2 separate regions of the Ovis aries genome follow, and region 1 is linked to region 2. A link is a contact called in public Hi-C data. All regions are on one chromosome and are shown on one strand. The core of a region is the stretch at or near the end of the contact, and the rest is flanking DNA. Distances in the headings are between cores, read along the strand shown. Region 1 holds the start of SFTPA1 (surfactant protein A1). Region 2 holds the start of PLAC9 (placenta associated 9).

Region 1 (3,669 bases), core at 752-3,251, 340 kb after region 2:
GTCCACAAGGCCAGAGTGGGTTTCCGTCTTCCCTACACGCTTATCCCTTAGTGCCTCCTTGCACCTGCTTTCCCCTTCCCTGCTCTTCTTTCCTTCCATGTCCTTCCATGGCTCTGTCTGTCCATATCTGTGGAGTTCTCTAGTTCCTGGGCAGGGCCCCTTTCCCACCCTCCATTAAGAGCAAATGTGGTTCTTTCTGTACTCTGATGCACCCTCATTGCTGCTATAAGGCATAGTAAGAAACCTAGAGCTCCAGAGGCCCCCTGGGCAAGCAGGGCCCCTAGTTTCATCATCTGTCTGCTCCTTGGTCCATGTGAGCCCACACACCTCAGCCCCAGGAAGGGCTTCCCCTCCTTCCATCCCTATTCCATTTCCCACACCTGATGTCCCGTATCTTCCTGGCAGCAGTTGTAATGCACAGAAAACTTTCGATTCCCACCAGACTCTGCACTTATGACCCACACCCCAAACACCTCCGGGATGCCCTTTGGGAACTTGAACAGTTTTGTCTGACCCCCATCATTCCTCATGTAACTGAACACATGGGCACGGTGTCCAGTTGCCTCTGCCCACTGGCCCCATCCAGCTCACCTGGAGGACCTCTCTCGCCAGGCTCTCCCTTTTCTCCACGTTCTCCAGGGAGGCCAGGGGCTCCAGTCATCCCATCACGCCCAGGGAGGCCTGGCATTCCTCCAGGGGGGCCCATGGGGCCTGCAGAGAGAGGGGAGGAGGATGTATGGTATCTGTAACCCACAATGAGTTGGGGCTTAAGTGACTGGACCTCCATTTCAGCCAGGCTGACTTGCCTGTCCTTCCACGGGCATTGAGGATAGACCATCCAGGGCTATTCCAGTCTAAGGGTCCCAGGAAATACCCACCATCCAGCTGAGCCTTGGACCCACCTGGGCAGGTGCTCCCCTTGAAATCAGGTCACTGTCCCCCAGCTCCCACTCAGTACCTGGAGGCCCAGGGTCTCCTTTGATACCATCTCTCCCATCTCTTCCTGGCAGGCCATGGGATCCGGGAGTGCCAGGAATGCCAGGGCTTCCAAGACAAACTTCCTTCATGTCGCACTCGAGGCCAGAAGCCACCATCCAGAGGAGCATAAGGGTCAAAGAGCACAGCAGCATGGCGCCTGCTCCAGCGGCTCCTCCTGAGGAAGGGAAGGGCCGTGGCCCCGCTGAAGCATTTATCAGGGTTTCCCCTTGCTCTGCTTTGTCAAGATTCAGCGCATGCTGGGGCCTGAGGGCTGGGTTGGTACTCTCAGGAGCTCTGGAAAGACCCAAACTATTCTTGGAAATGTCAGCATCATTTGGTACCTAACACGGTCTCATGCCCCATCCCCTTGGCTGGAGGTGGTATGGTACCTGGGCAGGTGAGGGGTTGTAAAGAGCTCTGGAGAGTCAGAGGACCTGGGTTCTAATAGAGTCTCTGATCCTCACTGTGTACCCACAGGGAACTCTCTTGGCTTCCCCTAACACGTCTGTCCTGGAGGAAATCCTGGCCTGTACCTCCCAGGTTGCTGGGAGGAAGGAAGTGGTCACTCACTCACTCATTCTGTCTGTCCCTCGTACTCTCAGATGGCCTCCTTTTGAGTTGAGGGATCACAATCCTGAGGATGAGGAGAAATGACCAGGGCCCATGGCTCGGCCATTCCCAGTTGGTCAACAACAGGGAGTCCCCTCCTCCCTGCTCTGGTGTCCCTTTCTCCTTGGCAGGCTGTTTCTCCCCCTGCCCCAACCCTGCTGGCCCTGCTGAGTCCTTGGGGAGAAGGGACTTGGCCTAGGAGCACAGTAAAGAATGAGGATATCTGCAAGCCCATCATCCTGCACCCGTAGTTAGGACTCTATGGAATAGCTCCCAGTAGTACAGAGGAGGACCCTCCTTCCCACCTGACCCGTGGTGAAGCCTGTGCCTGCTGGGCTGGTTCGCCCTGGGGAAGACCCAGAGGATGGGGCTAAACTCACCTGCACGAACACAGCCCGTGCTCCCTGCCTCCAGAGCAGTGTGGCCAGGTGGATGGTGCCATTTATACTGATGTAGGCCCCCAGGCATCCTCTCCAACCCGTAGAGACTCCTGTCACAAGGACCTCTACACCAGAAGGACCGGGCAGGAAGCCGCCATCTTGTTTACTCAGCATTTCCTCACAGGCACTTAGGCTGGAGAGGCACTTAGAAAATCTGCTAATGAGAAACTCCAGGTCTGTAAGAAGGGAAATTTCCCATGGGCCGGAGGTCACCCACTCTCCCTCCATCCATCCAGTTTCCCACGCAGTGAAGGATGAGAGCACTTACAAGGAGGCATGCGGCAAAGGAAGTCTTCTCCCTCCTGGGTCTCAGGTCCCTGGTCCTGGCTGGTGACATGTTCACACTCCTGGGATCACTACCCTCAAAAAGCCCACCAGTGGGAGAGAACATACCAGGGCTGGACTCTTTTCTCAGGGAAGCAGAGAGACAGATTAGTGGTATAAAGGGCTGTCCGCTGGGGCCATTCCAGTTCCAGAGACTCTTTGGTCTTGGAAGCATCCTTGTGGCTCTAAACCACGCAGAGGTCATGTCTCAAGCCAAGGGATCATCAGACTGAGCTGGAACAAACTGTCTGTCAAGGGGCATGGCTCGCTACTGAGCCTCCCAACTCCTGCTTCTGGGGTCTGTGGCTGAGTTGATGGGTACATGGTTCACTGGCACAGGTGATCCCTTGGCTGGGTCCCCACTCCTTTGCCTTGGCAGGCTCAGTGGTAGGGAGACAGGGCAGGAAGCCATATTTTCTGTCTTGACCATGGTGATGTCTAATGACTGCAGTGGTGATATCTTTAAGTAGTAGAATGACTTGTGAAGACAATGGAAGAGATTTCCTCTTCAAGCCACTAAATTAGGAGGGAATCTCTAACGTAGGATGGTAACAGTGGAGAACCAAGACAGGAAAAGATTGCCATGCTTACCTGTGAGTGGTCTGAAAATCTTGAGATCCGCAGGGAGAGTGGGAGCCCAGCTAATGGAACTCCTCCCCTGGGAGCAGGAGGCCTGTCAGAGCTGATCTGGAGCTCTAAGTGCTTCCAGCTGCCCTGCTGCCAGCTGTCACATGCCTGTGACTCTGCCGGCATGGGATGGGGAGCCAGGGCCAGCACTGGGCTGGGGTAAGCTGGGTCCAGCTTAAGGACTTCAACTTGGCTTGGAGGAGTGTGGTTCTTGGGGTGAAGGAACAAGAACAGGGAGAGTCTTCTTGGGAAGATCTTGAAGGGCCCTGGAGAAGGCAGCCTGGAGGTCAGGGCCATGTGATTGGTGGGGAGGGGTGGACTTAGGAGTCAGAAATACTCAAGTTGTGATTTGGAACTGCCACTCTTTATCCATGTGGTTTTGATCAGGTTATATAACTTCTTGAGCCTTTTTAAATTTTGAATCAAAATTAAATTTCCTATCAAGCCTATAGGAAAGATGCAGGGCAGTACAAATTTTTTTCTGAAACCATGACATTCCATCACCCTAGTACCTTAATTTATGTTTTATACATAGATATTTTTCCACATAACCATCAAAATGAAGAAATTAGCACTGGTTCAGCTATTACTTTCATTAAACAGTGACAAGAGTATCATGTGGTGTTTTATTTCATCATTTAGGTCATCTGTTTAAGAAGTTACTTACATAACTTAATGCCAATATATAAAA
Region 2 (3,929 bases), core at 14-2,513:
CAGGAGCAGGACTGGCCTCAGCCCTTTCCCTGGTGCTCCCGGTTCCCTGCCAGGGGAGCTTCCACCCTAACACGGGGCACTTCCACCAGCTCCAGGTGGATGGGGGAGCAGCCTGACACAGGGCAAGGGTGTGGCTGAGGGGGCGGGAGAGCTGCATGCCTGGGCAGACTGGGCCTTCCCCTCACCTGTACAGCTGTGAGCATCAGCCGTCTCTGGTTGAGGTTGGCAAGAGAGCTTGGGTAAATGTCAACTGTAAAGTTCTACACAGAGTGCAGAGTCTTGGGGTGGTGGAAGGAACACCTATGCGTATGGGACAGTTGGTCCTGCAGCCTTCCTGTCCGAGCCTCACCTGCAAGGGGACAGCTCTAAGGCTGCTGTCAGGGGAGCTAGAGGGGATAAAGCACGGCAAGGAACCCAGCCGGGAGCACCCAGAGGGCCTCTCTTTCCTGCGGCCTCCTCCCCACCCACCCAAGGCTGCTCAGGCCCTCTGGGAAAGCTCTCTGAAAGGCTGACAACTGGCCTCCTCTCCTCTACTGCAGGACCTCCTCAGACTACCAGGCAGGTGAAGCCGAGACCTCCAGGGGCCGCCTGCCTGGCCCCTACCAGCTGGGCCGGACCAGACCGGGGTCATCTGCCTGTTGGAGCTCAGCATCCCAGTGAATTCCCCAGGAAAGGAGGCCTGGGTGCTTCGCAGGCCCGCCCCACCCCGCAGACCTCACGGTTCACCTCCGGACCCTGGCCCCCTCCTCCCTCTCCTCCCCACCCGGGGCACTGGGTTTCTCCACCCTCTCTCCTTTTTCTGTTTCTTTCGGATCTCCCTCTCTTGCCATTTTAGTTCCTCTGTTTCTTTCCCACTAAACTCCTTTTGCTGTCCTCATTCATAGTTCACACCCATCTGTTTACCTCCGAAATCTTTCTGTCCCAGCCCCTCCCTTTCCCTCTTATTCGTTCCGTTTTCCATGTTCCTCTGCCTCTCTCTCTCTGCCTTTTTCTGTTTCGTCTTTCCTTTCTCTCTCCCCATCGCTCTCTCTCCCTCCCTTTATCTCCCTCTTTCTCCATCTCTCTCTCTCTCCGTCTGGCTCCGTCCCCATCTCCCTCCCTCTCTTCTGCTCCTTCCTCGCGGTCCGCGGACTCCCTAGCCCTCGCCCCGCTCCCGGGCCCCACTCACCGGCGAAGGCGCCCGGGGCGCGGAGCAGGGCGAGCCCGGCCAGTGCGCAGAGCAGGGGCCGCATGCTGCCGGCCGGCGGAGCGCAGCGCCGCTTCTGCCTGCGGCCGCGCTCCCCGCCCTCCCCGGGATCGCGCCGGCCCGCCTGGGAGGAAATGCTCGCAGTTTCAGCCAAGATTCCTGGGCGGCTCCGGGCTTTCTGGCTCCAGCGAGCCCGCCCCCTCCAGAGACCCCGCGAGCGGAGGGGCGATGTGCCAGGCTGGGCGTCTCCCCAGGAAGGGGCCGCGCTCTGAGCCCCCCGCGCCTCCCCCTGGGCCCGAGCACAGAACAGAGGATGATGGAACCGGGGGCCCAGTGATCCGTTATGAGCCCATTTCACAGACCAGCAAGTTGCAGTTTCCAGAAGGGCCACCCACGCCTGTGGCACAGGATCTGAATCCCTAACTTCACGGAGTAATCAGCTCTGATGACATCAGATAGTGCCGCTCTGAGAGGGAGGCTCAGAAACGGAGGGTCTGTCTTCCACAGAAATTTTGTCCTTCTAAAGGAGTAACAGTATTGTTAAACGATACTTTCCAAAGGAATATAGTGGGTTTGTTATTGATCCGGGTTCTTAAATAGAAATTGATGGGGACTTCCCTGGTGGTCTGGTGGTTAAGAATCCACCTTGCAATGAAGGAACCTGAGTTTGATCCCTGTTCAGGGAACTAAGATCCCACACGCTGAGGAGCAACCAAGTCTGTATGCCACAGCTGCTGAGCCCTAACGCCACAAGTCGAGAGTCCCTTTGCCCCAATGGAAGATCCCACATGACGGCAACCAAATAAATTTAAAAAAAGAAATTGATAAAATGCCACATCAGGCAGGGCCTTATTGGATCTCTTACTTAAGCACGCCAAATAATAGGTATGGGTGCCCTTGCTTGCTCCCTGGGGGAGGGGGTGAGCTGGTCCCTAAATGGCTCCAGGGTTGGGGTGGATGTGCCTGGGCTGGAGGGGTATGTTTAGGAGGTCTGCCCACTCTCTTGGTGTGGTGAATAGTACCTTGCTTTTGTTTCTGAACCCTCAGAAGTGGCAGTTGGGTTTTTGGTCTTTTTGTATCTTCTTGTTTCTAGTTTGTACAACCATGCAGCTACTTTTAGTCCCCTATAGTTTCTTTGTATTTCGTTGCTGGAGAAAACAGTTTGTCCAGGAGCAAGCACTGCAGCAAAGGGTCCCAAGTCCCAGCCTGTCTCAGGTTGAGGTGTACTAACATAGAATGATCTCTAAAATTTGATGAGATGAGCATGAAAATAAAAGCATGAAAGTAAAAATCCCCAAATATAGGCTTCGCTGATGGCTCAGCTGGTAAAGAATTTGCGTGTAATGTGGGAGACCTGGATTCAATCCCTGGGGTGGGAAGATCTCCTGGAGAAGGGAACATCTACCCACTCCAGTATTCTGGCCTATACAGTCCACGGGATTGCAAAAAGTTGTACAGGACTGAGTGACTTTCACTTTCCATATATTATTCAGTTCCATGCAGTTCCATGTATACACATTTTGTCTGAATTTATATTAGGAACCGCATAGACAAGGAACTGGAAGAGTTTACCAAGCTGAGGGAACTGGACTGGAATCTAGCTAAGCTGGCCTCTTGCTGGATATGCCAATGATTCTTACTAAGCCCAAAGTAGGGGCCAGCCACTGAGAGCAGGGCTCCAAGGCACACCCAGTTACTCTGCAGTCTAGATTGGAATTGTGCTGCAGGTGGCGCTATTTACATAAAATGCTTCCGCAGTGGGAAGACTTGAAATTGTATGTACAGGCAGCCCTGTACATTTTTGCACACTGGATATTTATCTTTTAATATTTTGACAGTTTGATGATGAAAAAAATTACCTTGTTATTTTTATTTACATGTTATTTTTTATGAGTAAAGTGGAGTTTTATTTGCCTATTCAAATACTTTTTTTCCTATTTTCCCTCTTTCCTTTATGTATTCTGATTATTAATCTGATATATTAATATCATCAAGGAGATCAAACCAGTCAGTCCTAAAAGAAATCAACCCTGAATATTCAATGGAAGGACTGATGCTGAAGATGAAGCTCCAGTACTTTGGCCACTTGATGTGAAGAGCCAATTCATTGGGAAAGAGCCTGATGCTGGGAAAGACTGAGGACAAGAGGAGAAGGGGGCGGCAGAGGAGGAGCTGGTTGGATGGCATCATTGACCTAGTGAAACCCATGTATTTTCAGAGAAGATATATTTGATTAGATCAGAAAGCTGCAGATCCCAGGTTGGAAGGCAGGTAGACCAGATTCTAAAATTCATGCTCTGAAGCATCATCAGGCCCCAGGTGAGTAACTAGGTACTGAGGAAATCTGGAGGGAGGTGGAGGTAGAAGAGGGCAGATTGGGTCTTTGGAGGCTCAGAGTGGCAAGTTCTTAAGTTAGGGAAAGATGACCCATAACTGCCTGCGTAGTTAAAGTGCTATAATGTGCGAAGTCATCCTTTCCTCTCATGCTTCCGCCCTGGCAGTTACCACCAAGATCCACAGTTGAACCCTCACTCGGAGTATGACGCTTGGAGAAGTCAGGGGGTGGCCTAAGGTCACACAGAAATGTGGAGACTTGCTCCCAGGATACCCATGCACCCACTGGCAATGCTGCAGGATGTGTGTGGCCTCCCAGGCTGGCCTGTTGAGGTGCTAAAAGTGGGTAGGGGGCATCTGGCAGGGCTTGCTCCCCCGGCCCACACCCAAAGGCAAGGGGCCAAGCAAA

The links. Hi-C and Micro-C count contacts between places; a contact is called where the count stands out from the background.
Region 1: a Hi-C map of tail adipose tissue shows a contact between it and region 2, with 5 times the contacts expected there. The contact joins the promoter of SFTPA1 here to the promoter of PLAC9 in region 2. A contact is called at or near these places in 4 of 16 Hi-C or Micro-C datasets (omental adipose tissue, retroperitoneal adipose tissue and tail adipose tissue).

The regions. Positions count from the first base shown.
Region 1 is chr25:34,701,942-34,705,610 of ARS-UI_Ramb_v3.0, forward strand. SFTPA1 (surfactant protein A1) reads right to left here and starts at 2,002. Exons shown (of 5, transcript NM_001009728.2): 1 at 1,968-2,002; 2 at 959-1,153; 3 at 592-711. The coding sequence starts at 1,986.
Region 2 is chr25:34,361,433-34,365,361 of ARS-UI_Ramb_v3.0, forward strand. PLAC9 (placenta associated 9) reads right to left here and starts at 1,264. Exons shown (of 4, transcript XM_027962247.2): 1 at 1,169-1,264. The coding sequence starts at 1,232.